3 separate regions of the Mus musculus genome follow, and regions 2 and 3 are each linked to region 1. The links are chromatin contacts, called in public promoter capture Hi-C maps. All regions are on one chromosome and are shown on one strand. Each heading gives the region's core, a stretch centred on a gene start, on an enhancer-like site or on the middle of the called end of the contact. The rest is flanking DNA. Distances are from core to core; before and after follow the strand shown. Region 1 has its middle 17 kb from the start of Gm25401. Region 2 has its middle 33 kb from the start of 1700063D05Rik. Region 3 overlaps Mir100hg (Mir100 Mirlet7a-2 Mir125b-1 cluster host gene).

Region 1 (5,106 bases), core at 1,819-4,318:
TTTTAATATTTACTTATTTTATCTATATGATTAATCTAGCTGCATGTACACCTGCGTGCCAGAAGAGAGCACCAGGTCCTGGTATAGATGGTTGTGGGCCACCATGTGGCTGGTAGGAATTGAACTCAGGACCTCTGGAAATGCAGGCAGTGCTCTTAACTGATGAGTCATCTCTCCAACCCCACGCTTACCTTTATCTCAGTCACATGTACACAATTGCCATAACTCAGTTTCTTCCTTTGCATAGTAGGGATTATAATAGTAGAGCATCCACCTCATTGGCTTGTAAAAAATTGACTGAATTAATATATGCAAAATGCTTGGAGTACCGCCAGACACAGGACCAGCTATAAATATTACTTTGTAGTATTACTGCTGTCAAAGCGCAGTGGTTAAGAGCAGGGTGTTGGACATTCCCAAGTATCTGAAATGCTTTATAAACCAGTTTCTTTGTTTATAAAAATGAGTAGAAAACACCTATTTTTAAGGCTGTGTTAGGAAGAAGTAATGTGCAAACATTTTAGTGCACAGTAACCAGTAAGTTGATTGGCTATTATAATTATTATAATTCAATACTCGCTACACTAAACAAGCTGGTATTTATTTAATAAAAATGCTCTGGCCTACCAGGAACCTCAGGGACTGTTCTTTCCTCTGACAGCTACAAAGGATGGTGGGGCTTGGTGAGTGACTGGGAGCTCAGACAGCTCCTTTTCACCCTTCCTCCTTCTGTGTGCTCCTTCCCTCCTGTCCATACTCCAGGAAACAGCTCTGCACTAGGGCCATGAACTCTTCCTCCACACCCTTGAGTCCTTCTCTGTGTCCCTAGGCACATGATAAACCTTCGAGAATTGTCACGCCACTCCACAGTCCCTGGTTCTGCTCCCCACACACCACACACTCCAATGCTGCAACTGAGCTCTTGGTTCTCACAGCATCCCTTCGCAGTCTTACTGACAAATCTGTGCGTGAACACTGGGTGGTGGATAACGTGTATACCTGGGCTTAGCCTTGAGTGCGGCATTTGGTACCCTCATGCCAGCAGGGTCCTATCAACAGCATTCCGCTCCGTGTCTAAAACTATCAAGGAAACAGGGGCAGCGAGATGAAAGCAAGTGCAGCCTGGGTTTCTGTAATAGAAAGCTTCCCCTAGCTGCTGAGCAAACCCGTTAAAGGTCAGATACAGACACTGAATCCTGAGTCCAGCTAAGCCTGGCTCAGGCCTGTGAGCCAGTGTGTCCCTCCTGATCGGCATTTCTCTGCTGCACACCTATCTTGGCTCAAGATCTGCAGCCCGAATATGGGCATCACAATCCGTATTTGTTTTTTCCACCCCTGCCCTTTATCTCCCTTACCTACCTTATTTTCATTTGCCCCCTTCCCCCCCGCCTCTTCTTCCCATCTTTCCTCCTGACTTGCCTCATGGTTTTCCTGGAAGGCCTCCTCGTTAAGACAAAAATTCTTATATGACGAACGTCTTACCAAGTACATTGCATGTTCAAAATAATTCTTTTGTCTTCACATTTGATGTTCATACTATGAGGTAAAGCTGTGCAGACATTTTTACAACTGCTGAAAGGGAACCTGAAAGGCCATGGTGTCTTTGAAAACAAAAGAAAACAAACAAAACAAAAAAAAAAAAAAAGGAAAAGGGGGACCTATATCCAGAAAAGGCCGGCCCATGTATTTAGCTATCTACTCATGCCTTTATTCCTGTCTAGTAGTATGCCACACAGGTCACTAAGAGTGGTGATGGGCCTGAGATAAGCTTACTATGAGGTCCTCTGCTCTGTCCCCTGTGGGGCAGATGCTCCTATGCCACCAACACTGGGAAATTTATTGAAAATGCCCATAATAAATCCTGTAGGCCTACAGAGAGTCTGAAAAGGTATAGCATGTTGGGTCTCTGCCCTAGTCCCTGGGCAGGATCAGCCATGGGAAATCCCAAGTGCTCTCAAGTATCCCTCTTCAATCCAGAAATGATTTTTTTTAATCCCCCATTTCCCGTGTGTGTGTGTGTGTGTGTGTGTGTGTGTGTGTGTGTGTGTGTGTGTGTGTGTGTCTTATTTCACTGTGTGGAATAAGATTCAAATACTTACCCATGAGCATGTTTACCTTGAACAGCTTCACTGTTGGCTTCTGAGAACCTCAGGTTTAATGCATGTTGGAGATGCCTCACAGTTTGTCTACATGAACAAATTCTCTATTTACCTTTCAATCGTTTTCTCTTGGAACCACTGGGAGCCGGGCCAATGAGAATTTAGATCAATGACTGAACCACCTCTACCATCATCCTCAGTAAGCGCAGAGTGGGGACTGATGGTTGACTTCTAGTGATTTGGACACAGGTGCTCCCTGACCGTCTAGGGGTGCTTCAGGTGCCTTGAGGAACAGCATCCAGTTATAACCAGGGAAGCATGCAAATGTTTCTATAGTTTCTTTAACATTGTCTCCAAAGCGAACTAACAGAAAGGGTGTTACTATGTGCTTGAATGGCTGAGTCCCCAGATAGGGCACCATCAAGATGAGGTTAGATGATGAAGACACTAAGTCCATTAGTAGATAAATTCATTGGCAAATGAATATTGAATGGACCATTTGGAAATGGCGCCTGATTGGAGGAATGAGGCTGATGGAGGGGTGCCTTTGCAGGATATTTGTTCTGTCCCCTTCCTGTCTGTCTGTCTTTGCTTAAGGACTACCATGAAAAAAAAAATCTGCCTTCTCCTTTACTTTCTTCTTCTCCTCCTGTCCTCCTCCTCCACATCCTCCTTCCTATCTTTTCTTGATCTCAATCAGAACCGTCAAAATAATTGCCAACCAGGAAATCTTTAAAACAGGAAGGACGTCTGCTACAGGTCAACCTTAAACTCTCTAAGAAAACACCAAAGGGATGCTTGTAGGGGCCAAGGGTTTTGTGCAGCCCATGCCACTCGTAATCCCCCTGCCTCCACATCAGGGCACTGTGATTCCAGGCTTCAGCCACTTGACTTATGTGACTGCTCTTTAGACAGGCATGGGCCATGTCAGTGATGAAGGGGCAAAGGAGGATTACACGAGGCCTGTGGGAAACAGACTGCCACCGCATGGTGGGAATGATCTCCTGGATTTAAGATAATACAAACCAGAGCATCTTCTCGGTGATATTAAATTCTTCAAAGTGAAATCTCATTCATTTGAGTCACACTGATTCAGAATGGAAGATAATCCAAACCAGACGGTGTAACTTACTTTTGTACTGCCAGGAAGGGGGAGAAATGATTTTAGCACTTTAGGAACAGTGGCTTCCATACAAATAAATGTCATGTTACAATCTTCGAACAGTCACAGAGAAATTACATGAAACTTCTAAATGGCAAGTTACTCTTTAATTTCGCATATAACCCCGAGAAGAACGGAGAACTGGACAGAGTGGGTTCCGGCATTGCTTGGACCCCTTAACAACTGGAAGAGCTCAGGAAAACCACTTGTCCCCCTGAGCCACCATGTTTCTCTATCAAAAGGACACTTTACTCCTGTGTTATCAAAGGACCCTTTTCGAGACTTTCTGTTTTAGGAGTCTCATAACATTTTGTATAAATCACTAAAATAAGTGCTAAGGAGATAGTTCGATGGCAAAACACTTCCCATACAAGTATGAGGAATTGAGTTTAGATTCCTGGAATTCACAAAAAAAAAAAAAAAAAAAAAAAAAAAAAAAGGTGGCCATGGAGGTATGCTTCTGTAGTTCAAGTGCTAGGGAGGTAGAGGCCCTGGAGCTCACTAGCCAGCCAGCCTAGCCAAAACGATGAGCTCCAGTCTCAGTGAGAGATCCCATGTCACAAGATATGATAGAGAGTAATTGAGAAGATGAGAAGACCCCTGATGACTGGGTATGTGGCAGGGCAGGTAAGGGGGATGACCACACACACACACACCCAAATAAATCTAATAAACAAGCAAACAAAGAAAAAAGACTTTTTTGAGCCACACATACTTTTTCCAGGCTGTAATCTGAGACATATTAACCAATGAATGTTGACATTCAACTCAAGGCTGTTCAGAGTATAAGCAGGCTAGCAAGCCAGGAGATGGATTTGGACAGTGAAGAGCCTCTTTCCTGATCCTCTCTGACCATCTTGGCAGATGGAGTGGGCCCCAACTTGCCTGGTTTCTACTTGTCTGTCTCTGCTATAATGTATCCGGCTCATTGTTTCTAGTAGAGAAACTTGTTAGTGGGTTAGCTTCTCTATGAATAATTCAAGTTGAAATTCTCTTTTAACCGTAGTATTTGTGAAAGTTTTCTGTTAGTTACTTTTGTTATTGTTGTGAGCAGAAGATATGACAAGAAGCGACTTGAAGGAGAAAGTGTTTATTGTGGCTTATAATTCAAGTCGGTCTTGCAGGAAGGTGTGGAGGAGCAAGAGGCAGCTGGTCCCACCTTGCCCCTGCTCTGCAAACAGCTATGTGTTCTGGTGCAAGGCTCCCTTTCTCCTCTCACTTGGTCTGAGATTCAGCCCAGCGGATAACACAGCACACATTCATGGTTGTTTTTCCCTCTTTGAGTGACCATATCTGAAAACATGCTCACAGACTCAGAGAGTGACTCTAAATCCAATCGAGCTGATGCTGAAAATTAGCCAGCAAAAAAAACTAGAACACATTCTATGCGTATGTGAGTTTCTGCTAATAGTCTTATTCAGTGGTAGCTGTTGTGATATTGGTCGTGTGTCTCAGAGAGGTGAGCCTCTTTGTCTAATGAAGGAGAAAAGATGAAGAGAAAAAAACATGAGGTTTAAATCACACACACACACACACACACACACACACACACACACACACACACACAGCTTCTGGGAACCTAGTTGCTATTCCCTTTAAACTTTTTTGTTAAATGAGGAGTTTCAGGCAAAATCTTGATATCTAAGTGTGTGCTTCGCTTTCTCTACCTGTGAAATCATAGGACAGTCTTGGATGCACAGTGAAAATTTGGGACTTGAGTGAAAGAGCTGGCGAGCAGGGCCTTAAGCAGAGACTATTGACAATTAATATTCAGTACAATGCAGAAAGCAAGAAGTACAAAGACTATAAACATGTTCATCTTTAGCTGCAGAGAGACAGGGAAAG
Region 2 (5,106 bases), core at 1,941-4,440, 120 kb after region 1:
ATGGCATCATGTCTCAGAAAGTCTCTTTTCACCAACCTAACCAGTGAATGTGTTCAGCAGGGCTTTGCAAATAAGTGATGAAGATAAAGCCATCCTGGTGCTGTTGCTCCAAACTCAAATGCTTGTTGAAGTGTCCTAACTTCATAGTGTAGTCCAAACTGTCACATCTGTGACTTCTGCCCTAACGCTGTAGCTGTCCACCAAGACAAACAACAACAAGGAGACAGAGTTTTTGCCCATCCGGTATGCATTTCTCCATATGAAGTATGATTGCCTTCTAGCCTTGGCCATTGACCGGAAGTGAGGCTGGCTGCTGTAGTTCGACCAGCACTCACAATGATATGTTGCCCAAAAACCCCGAAAACAGCAAAATCCTGAGATGTCCTCTTCTTTCACGATGCCTTTCCGAGTTTCTTGAAGGAAAGCTAACAAAATCCCTTTGCCTTGCCTCATTTGAAAAATAAAACTAACGTGACTAGCATCTTCGCTTTCCACTCCTGCCTTTGATCTTCCATCTAAAATGCGTTTCCCGTGTCTGCACATTATGCAAAATCCTGCCATTCTGAGTATCTTTCAAAAGATTATGGTTGTGTGCTGTTCTTCACTAAGCCCTGTATGTGTTTTGTTGGTGTTTGTCGTAAGTTGTAAACAAGTTGCCAGACACAGAAAAAATAAGGGACTCTTTTTTTGGCAGCTCTCAGCAGAAACCAAGAGATAATTTAGAACCTCGGAATGCACTGGGTGATAAGGATGATCTTAATGATTCCTCCCATGTTGCTAACACCTGCCTCTAATGTCACCATCAACGTTTGCTTATCTTACAAATACCTAATGAGTACTTGTTCACGGTAGGCTCCGGGCGAGGTGTCTGTGGGGATGACAAGAGTGGGTAAGAAAGGGATCGTCTCTGCCTTTGTTTATTCAATGCTCTGTGAGTGTTCACTGAGCTCCCATCATGCGCTGGACAGTCTTCTGGTGGCACATTTGCAAAATGTTATAAATCTCTTCCTTGTGCATGTCAGAAATCTGAGGCCCCAAAAGATGAGGTAATCCTCCTCAAGTCCGTGTTGTTAATGCGAGGTACAAGGGGTGTGGCAAATGGTAGATATTTATTGTGACAGAGACTGGTCAAAACCCAGGTGACCAGAGGATGCTCACATCAATGCCAATCAGCTCCTAAACCAAGACTGTGAGTAAATCACAATGCCTTGAATAAATTATGTTCTCGAAGAAACAGTAGACTATCCATCAGAATGTCTAGATTTCAGCTCTATTTCCATCCTAATTATCTCATTTTATCTCTGAAAATAGGCTCTAGTTATTCAGCCCAGAACATCCTCAAATTCACCATTTTCTTATTCTACTCTTCAGGGTGTAAGGTCTCTTTTTCTTATTTCCTAATGCTCTAAATAAGTTACTGCCTTCCCAATAGCATTACCCAGGGTCCTAACATTCGAAGAAAATAACTTCAGAACCTTGGAGGGGAACAGGAAGAAAAGAATTTGGCTCCATGCAATCTGTTCTAGATTCAATAGAGGGTCTTATTTGTTTCCTGTATTGAGAGTGTACATATAATTTTTAAAATAGAGTTTTCTGGGCTGTGAGATGGCTCAGAAGGTAAAAAACACTTGCTGCCAAGTCTGATGACCTGAGTTTGATCTCTAGGGCTCATAGGGTAAATGAAAACCTAGGTTCCTACAAATTGTCCTCTAACCTCCACACACAAGCCATGGCCCATGAGCACTGTTGAAGCCTGCCCCGCTAGCATAGCTGTAGCCCTTTTGTTCCATGCCCACCAGTTATTTCATACTGTTGCCATAATATGCCTGCCAGTCGTCGACACAGAATAATAACTTGACTCAGAGCAGAGCAGGGTCATGCTGACCCTATACCCTGTTGTGTCTTTGTCTTCTGAGGTTTGTTAATCTTAAGAAGTCCAACAACTGTAAGATCCACTTAGGACCAATTAGAATAGAGGTCAGTTAGAACGGTTCTGTCCAGTTAGCCAACGTAACTTGAGTCAGAGCCAACCACCAGGCAGCACTTCCTACACCTACTTACACATGTGGTCATTGTGGTTTTTTCCTTTAGAAGCCAGCCCTGAGAAATGTTTGGGGTCACAAACCTCAGTCCCCTGAATTCTGAAGTCTTAAGGTGTGTGTTCAGCAAACCACCCCTGTCTGGCTGAGATGAGTGTTCCTGTGGTTTGTGGAGTGACTCCTGGACCCCAACAAGCACACGAGTGGATACGCATGCAAAAAGGAAGGTTTGAAAGCTTAAGACCTGCTTCAGTTCAGAGGGTCTATAAGATAAGTGAATCGCCCAGCATTATTGGCTAAGAGTCTGCTTCTCTGTGTTGGGGATGGTTAACTATGGCATTATTTCCAGCTACAGTAAATATGGCACCCTAAAATTTGGCTACCCGAGGTGTAGCTCGTGTGTCAGAGGCCACAAGGAACTCGGAGATGCAGAGTGTCAAGTTCCACCCTGGATACAAGTTTTATCTTGTTATCCGGGTGCTTTGATGAATATTAAGTTTTGAAAGCCATTGATACGCATGGGTTTGTTTTTTCCTTAGTAATTGATAACACGGTCTCCCACTACATTCTTGTCTCCACGATTCTCAGCAAAAGTGCTTAGGATACTGATGACTCCTGCCCTGCCTCATCTCCATGGTGTAAAGGGGAGTGACAGTTGCATTTTGCCCATGTTCTGTCTTACAGCTTAACAGTTACCATCTGCCAACCGATGCTTATAAATGTAGCTCCAGTGCCGTGCCCAGTTAGAAGGCTAGGGATATTGAAAACAGCTCTTCTCCAGGAAAGCTGAGGCCCCTCGGATGAGATCATCTTTCCAACCTAGTCCAGTCCCAAGACTCACTAATTTTATAGTACAGACAGTTATAACAAAAAAAATAAATAAATAAACTTTCAGATTCTTTACAGATTGCCCCAGGCTTGTCCATGTGTTATTAAAGTTGGGCAGAGTAATAAGTGTTATAAATGTCCTAGGAGACAGCACTCATGCCCAGTGAGCATGACATCCCATAATAGGCCTATTTGGCTTGTTACCCTGGCGCCTTTCTCCAGCCTGATCTCTGGAAACCAGAGAAAGGCAAACATGGTAATGTCAATCCAAAGGCAGAGAGACAGGGGTATGAGAAGGAAGCTGTGCTCGGAGAGTTTTCATAAGATCATATTTCTGGCTAAATTCCTATTACTTGTGTATTACAGTCAGGAGGAGATCTTTTCTTCCCTCTAACGTTTCTCTTCCCAGAAGGAAAACATTATCCTCCAAATAAAATGCAAGTGAACTAAATCGCTTCCAACCTCAGCATCACTTCAAGCCCAGTGTCATTTGTGGATTCCAAGCTTGAGTCCTGTTTCATTTGCTCAAGTTTCATTCTGAAGAGGGAACAAGCCAACAAAGAAAGGAGTCACTTCTGAGGCAACCCCCTTCCCTGTCTCAGAGGATCACAGTGCCGTTGAACTTACTGACTTCATTCACATTCAGCTCTTTCTGGCAAACTCAGCACTATACTCCTTCAGCAAGCTCTTAAGGAGTATCTCCCTACCCCAGGCACTGAGGCTGGCCCAGAGAGAAGCAGAAATGATGCATTTTAATCAAAATCTCATAGCTTACCTGGGAAGATCAAAATATAAATACCTACTAAATCATATGATGAATCCTCTCCTAGTGGTTTGTTCAAAATAATGTGGAAATATAGACTGGTAAGCAATGAGGATTCACATATCACTAAAATGCTGTTCTTTCTCTCAAGGGCTTTTAACTTAGATAGGGGAACAAGAAATGCATCTGAATTCTTGTAGGGCATCTTAGGTGAGGGCCAAGTGGATATATAATTAGCCAAAACACAGCCATGACTTAGTGTTGGGGTGGTTAAGAACTTACCATGATAGGCTCTGGGGACAGGGATGGTGTGATAGGTAAAGTATGTTTTCAAAAAGAGGAGGGAAGGTCTACCCTGAATATAGGAGGCACTGTCCATGAACAGCGATCTTGGAAGGCATAAAAGGGAGAAAGCAAGCAGAGCCCTCCAGATTCATTTCTCTCTACTTCTTGACTACCTGCTCCTACCTCCCCAGAAAAAGCAACCACGCCTCCCCAAACCTTGATGGACTGACTCCTCAATTAAGCTCAAGTCAACCCCTTTCTTCCTTACATCATCCCATCAAGTGTTTTCTCACAGCAATAACAAGTATAGGTAGATACATAAATATATAGATTCGAGCTGACTGCAAAAAAAATTTCATATACTGAAAAAAAAAAGGAGAGAAAAAGAGAGTCTGTGCCTCAAACCAGAATAAACAAAAGCATGCAACCGGGTGTTCTGTCCGTTACCGCCATTTTAGAGCAACAACAGAAGTCACAACAGAGATTTTGTACATAAGGAATTTTCGGGGGGAAACTTGATAGAGATGGTGAGGCCCTCATGTGCAGCTCTCGGTAGCAGACACAGGACTGTGGGTTTTATTCCATAACTAATTGGGAGCTCACATGCTTTTCTGAGCACCCGAATGAAAGGAACTCAGGGGGAAAATTGGATTTGTGCTGCTTTGTAGGATAACTTGGAGTGGGAAAGTGTTGGTGAAAGGAGCGGGTACTCGGAAGGAACTGTGATGGAGAGAAGCCTACTTCTGCACTTACAGCCATTAGCAGGCCACTCCCATATCAGAAGGCTTGATGGAGGTATCCATGAGAAATATGTGGGTTTCATGGTATTATTACTGAGGATGGATTCCTTGGTGTGAAGTGTAGGTGATGATCCCAGATTTAGACTTCAAACAGGTCTAAGCCATTTTCTTCAAGCTCACTGAGTCCAGTGAGACACTATCTATCGATGAGGGAATGCCTAGAATCTCAGAACAAAGAGAGTATTTTGTAATAAGAAGTGTAAAGGTTTTGTCTACATTCCTCATTTCTGGGTCTAGACCGATGGTTCTCAACCTTCCTAATGCTGCGACCCTTTAATACAGCTCCTCATGGTGTGATGTTCTCCAATCATAAAATTATTCTTGTTGCTCCCTCATAACTGTGATTTTGCTACTGTGATGAACCATAATGTAATTATCTGTGTTATCTGGT
Region 3 (5,106 bases), core at 1,006-3,505, 110 kb before region 1:
TCCCCCGAGGAGGCTGGAAGCACCACCTCTCTAATGCCAATCCATTTGGCAGGGTATTCAATCGAAACAGGCCATTACTAACTGGCTTGCTATTGCCAAGTGCCTCTTTAAAATTGTGTGTGTGTGTGTGTGTGTGTGTGTGTGTGTGTGTGTGTGTGTGTGTGTGTGTGTGTGTGTGTGTGTTTTCATATGTATATGTATTGGTGCATGTGCACATGAGGATGCAGATGTGCTGTGTACATAGACCAAAGTCATCCTTGGGAATTTAAGCCACTCCCTTTAAGACAGGATTTCTCCTTAGGCTAAGCTGGCCAGTGAACTTTGGAGATCGTCCTGCTTCTGCCTCCCTCGAGTTGAGGTTGTGAGCCTCTACCACCACACCCAACATTTTTACGTGGATCCTGGGAATCGAACTCAGACCCTTAAGCTGGCAAGGAAAGCATTTTACTGGCTGATCCATCACCACCACCATCCTGCCCAGTCTTAAAGGTGCCTCTTTGGGGAGGGAGGATATACCCCTCAGAGGTTCCTAGTCTGAGCAGATACAGGCTAGAACATGGAAGTGAGTTATTCCCCAAGATTTACAGGTGGCTCCCTGTCCTTTAGCCTCTAATTTCCTACCTGCCAAATGACCTGTTGGAACTCAGAGTAGCTACCATGTGCTTCATCTGAGCAGCAGCCTGGTTGTGGGTCCCTCCTTCCTCTCCATGTCATGTTGACTTGCAAGGAGAGTTCCTGGTCTAGGTGTCCAGCTTCAAAGATGCTTCAAGGACCACATTCCTTGGATGCAGACAAACAGGATTACCTGCTTTGCTCTCTCTCTCCTAATACACAGAAGGCTGTTGTGTGAAGGACACAAGCAAACCAAGAAGCAGAAAACAGAGACTCTTGAAGTCATCAAGGTTGGATGACATGATCTATAAGTCAGCATCCCATTCTAGAAAAGAGCTGAAAGGACTTCTCAAATCAAGGCAGTTGTAGGTCAACCAATCACTGCAGTCCTCTGGATGTGTGTATTTATCTGGACATCATGCTCTCTCCCAGCCATTTAAAAAAAGTATATGGAAATTGTCTGCTTGTCCTCTATGTTCCCAGTGGTCAGTTGCTGTACTTAACACCAGCACCTCCCAGTGCTAACACAGAGCAGGAATTTAGTAAGTGCTTACTGAGCAAAATGAATGTGCCCCCTCGCTCGAGGGCTCTTGCTGGCACAGCCACTCACTTCTTCTCTTTCCCAAGAGTATCATGTAACCTTTGCTCTCAGGAAGTTCTGACTTGCGTTTATCTCAAGTCTCTTTTATGCATATATTTCTGAGTTTTATTTTTTCCCTTCTAATTTCAAAAAACAATTGCTGGTCATGTGCCTCACGCTTATCAGAGTAACTGCAGAAGTCAGCCATTCTACAAAGTCAGCTTTATTTAAGGAATTAAATTGGAAATGAGCATTTGAGATCTCGGGGCCACCTTTCCCTTTTGATAGACAAATAGCAAAGAATTTTTTAGATGAAGTTTGAGACAGACACAGAGGTACACCTGTAATCCCAACACTCTACAGGCTAAGGTGGGAGAACCATAAGTTGGAGGTTAGCCTATGCTACAGAGTGAGACCTACCTCGAAAATGATACCTAGAGGATTTTGATCAGCTAGAGTCTTGGCATTACAGTGACGTTTTGAGGTGAGCCTCCAATATGCCATGCTTATATTACATGTGTAAGTATATGTTTAAGGGACAAATGTGTAAGAACCTATTGTCAAGAGCTGATCAGACTAGAACAGGGAACCATCGGAAGGCAAGAAAAGCAAACCTTTTCTCTCTGTGGTCCTTTGTTTAAAATCACTAACTCATTGGTGAGGATGCAGGAAAGTCCCAAGAGTTTAAACAACACAATGAACCAAAAATCAAACTTGAGAAAACTGGGACGGGGGTAGGGGTGGGGGGTGGGGGCTGTCAATTGGTACAAATTGAGGATGTGATGAAAGTCCATTAAAGGACAAATGTCATATGCCCGTTGCCCTTTCAAAAGAAATGTTTGTGCGTTTTCACTGCTAAAGCAAGTTTCCACTGACCACACATTCAGAAAGCTAGCAAGAATTGCCCTTCAGCAGCCCTCAAACTGGCAGACTCCTTCCTTCTGGCCAGTGAGCTCAGGGTCTGCGTGACTGCAAGGCAAGTCATTTGGGGACACTGGAATTCTGAGCTAGGAGCCAGACGAGGCAACAAAGATAAGGTCTGGACAGAAACCTGGCAGCCTAAGCAACATCTGCTGGGACCAAGGGTTTGGCTCTGGCTCCTGCCGGGCTTGCTAGGGCTGCAAGCCGGGAAGCAGGCCTGTGGTGCTCCTGACAGCAGGTGGCGCAGGAGAGCAAAAACCAAACCCGGCAGGACCCAAGAGGAAGCAGGAACCATTGTGTTCTTCCGGCCTTTGCAAGTAAGCACCATTGTCAAGGGAGGCCACGGAGACCATGCTCGCCTCTTAACGTTCCACACATTTCCTCGGTGGGGTACAAAGTTACATGTGGGTCTTTCTCAGGGAAAGAAAAAAACAAGATGGGCCTAGAGATAAACCTTTCAGGAAATGTGCCACGAAAATCCAAGATTCAACATTGTACATTGATTTCAGAAGCCGGAGCTGAAAGGTGCAAACCACTCTGAACTCTGAGACAGGGCATGACCAAAGTTCAGTTTCTGAAGTTCCATCCACATCTAAAAAACAAAACCAAAACAATAACAAGGAAAACACCCACCTAACGTGACTGGCGGCAGTCTAGAACGCAACAGTTTTGAATAGCCACAGCAAGAAAGAAAACACAGGTGCATCTTTAATGAGACTAAAAGAAGCAACTTTAATGTCTCTCTCCTTCTAAGCTTGTCTCCAAATACATCCTTTGTGGGAAAAGGCAGTGTAAAGGCTCCCTTCCCACATAAATACCCAGAATTCCTCATATTCTGTGTTCCACAGGGAAGAGAAATTAGTCCTTCTTGTTCATTCTTTTTTGTTTTTTTTTGTTTTGGGGGGGTTGCTTGTTTGTTTGTTTTTCAAGACAGGGTTTCTCTGTATAGCCCTGGCTGTTCTTGTTCATTTTTATAGTATCACAAATTTAAGAACCTTATGCAGTAGAAGATTCTAAGTGCTGGCGGTGGGGGTGTACCTGACGTACAGGGTACAAAAGAGCCCTTCTTCTCAAATACACAATACCCCGTGAGCCTCAAAGCAGTAGGGGGCAAAGATGTTCTTCAGCTGTGTAGGTTGGCTTGGGGGGAAACCGTGAGTAAACGAGAGGAATTTTCCTTGTTTTTCCACTTGGTTTCCTTTTGTGTTGGGATTTCTTACACAGGCAAGGAGCTCTCTAAGCACCAGTGTTATATAAACCAGTGTTCAAAGTTTATGTAAGCGTGGAGAGCAAAGAGCTCCCTGGCTTAGAGAAAGTTGGTGGAACATTCAATGCATTTGTTCAACATTCAAGGCTCCCCAAAGCTTCTGGACGTTTTGCTTCACTAGTAGATGTGTTCTGGATCTATCATATGACCTACCTGCTGCCGTGGTGGATGCCCACACCATAGGTGTTTCAATGACAGAAAGTGTGAGTCAACAACAACAAAAAACAAAAAGAAACAGTTAACAGTACGAAGAAGAGAGAAGTCAATACCTCGGGGGCCGGGGGAGGGGGTCGGGGGGAGGGGGAGGGGGCCGGGGGAGGGGGTGTCAGGTCAGGAAACATGATGTGGAGGGGTATGGGTGGGAGTTATTTTATGTCCTGTGCCATTGTATATGTTTGAAATGCCTTTCTGCTCCGATAATTTTCCATTTGTGAATGATTTCTGGTCTTCCCGAATTGGTCACACTGTAACCCCCCTAAATCAGCATCCTGACCCTTACGAATCCCAAAGAAGTCTTCCACAGGAATGACACTCAAATCTTGATCTGTTACACTCGCCACTCGCCACCTGGAAGAGCATTTGGGTTATTTCACTCACTGCCTCCTACAACCTGCACCTAAGCCGCATCGCTAGCTACAATCAGAATGGGCACAGTTGCACCTCCAGTAGAAGATAATTGCTTTAGAATATCATCAATATTCTATGCTTAACATTCTCAGCATGTTTTTAATTGTAGCAGTCTTACTCTAGATAGCACAAGATCCTGCCTCAAGGCTCTCCATGCCCCTTCAAAGCTACAGGTTCACAGCCTCTACACTGGGTCTCCCCATCTTAACAAAGAAAAGGAGGAGTGTTTCCACTCATTCCCAGCAGACTGGAAGAGGACAGACACTAAGGTCAGCTTGAGACCCATTTTGCATGGTTGTTTTCCAGTCTGCATTGAGTATGACTATTCGATAGAAATGAGGTCTGAGTGATTCAATTTGACATGATAGCACTCTTTCATTTAATTTTAAAATAAATAAGGCTATCAATTTTTTTTTATTTAAACGCAGTTTAATGGACTGTATGACTCTGACACGTAGCAATCTGTTAAACCCATGTTTGGTTTCACAGATTTGTAATGCTGCGTAGTTTTAGTGGTGATTATCTTCTGAAGATCTGCTGGCTCTTTCTCTCTCTCCTCTTCAGGGGGAAGCTAGGAGATCCAGATGGCAAGGAAGGACTCTGTCAAACATATGCAGTCTCATCAGAAGGTGCCCATTCTTACAAACACCTTTTCCTTTACCTCTTTATGTAGCACACGAAGACTTAGTACACAGACCACAACTGGTCATACAGAAATCAATGGGACGTGGGGAGCCTAGCTCCAGTAGATATTTCTGCAGCATACATCGCCCCTGCATCTGTGGTTCAGAGCCCATCAAGGAAGAGGGGGATGGAAAGATTATGAAGGACCAGAGTACCATTCTCTCTTTCTCTGTGCTTCCTGTGTGGTGATAACGTGTGGTCAGCCTGTCTGTCTGTCTGTCTGCTCCTGCCTCCGTGTTTTCTCTGTTTGTCACCTTGCCTTTTCCTCTATGATGACTCTCTCCTGAAACTACGAGCCAAAATAAACCCTCTTCACCTCTAAAAACAACAAAAATAGAAACAGCTTGGATTTCTTTAAGCCCCTTCCACCCAAATGAATCTTCTTTCCACGTGTATTTATTCCGGTAGTTGAAGT

The links. Promoter capture Hi-C pulls out the DNA fragments that hold promoters and counts their contacts.
Region 2: a promoter capture Hi-C map of hippocampal neurons shows a contact between it and region 1, with 3 times the contacts expected there. The contact joins two enhancer-like sites. A contact is called at or near these places in 9 of 39 promoter capture datasets (the 3T3-L1 cell line, 3T3-L1-derived adipocytes, cranial neural crest and 6 more), 1 of 484 Hi-C or Micro-C datasets (dorsal root ganglion neurons) and 7 of 115 datasets of contacts at active chromatin or transcription factors (craniofacial prominence, embryonic basal ganglia, embryonic forebrain and 4 more).
Region 3: a promoter capture Hi-C map of the 3T3-L1 cell line shows a contact between it and region 1, with 9 times the contacts expected there. The contact joins two enhancer-like sites. A contact is called at or near these places in 4 of 39 promoter capture datasets (the 3T3-L1 cell line, cranial neural crest and maxillary cranial neural crest) and 1 of 484 Hi-C or Micro-C datasets (brain).

The regions. Positions count from the first base shown.
Region 1 is chr9:41,353,778-41,358,883 of GRCm38.p6, reverse strand. No RefSeq gene overlaps it. Among named protein-coding and RNA genes, the nearest start is that of Gm25401, 17 kb to the right of the region's middle. Within about 2 kb of position 3,068, at least 3 of the 459 cell types and tissues checked have an H3K27ac peak or open chromatin away from gene starts, as enhancers often do.
Region 2 is chr9:41,236,930-41,242,035 of GRCm38.p6, reverse strand. No RefSeq gene overlaps it. Among named protein-coding and RNA genes, the nearest start is that of 1700063D05Rik, 33 kb to the right of the region's middle. Within about 2 kb of position 3,190, at least 27 of the 459 cell types and tissues checked have an H3K27ac peak or open chromatin away from gene starts, as enhancers often do.
Region 3 is chr9:41,459,165-41,464,270 of GRCm38.p6, reverse strand. The region is part of intron 3 of Mir100hg (Mir100 Mirlet7a-2 Mir125b-1 cluster host gene); the gene reads right to left. Among named protein-coding and RNA genes, the nearest start is that of Mir100, 70 kb to the left of the region's middle. Within about 2 kb of position 2,255, at least 92 of the 459 cell types and tissues checked have an H3K27ac peak or open chromatin away from gene starts, as enhancers often do.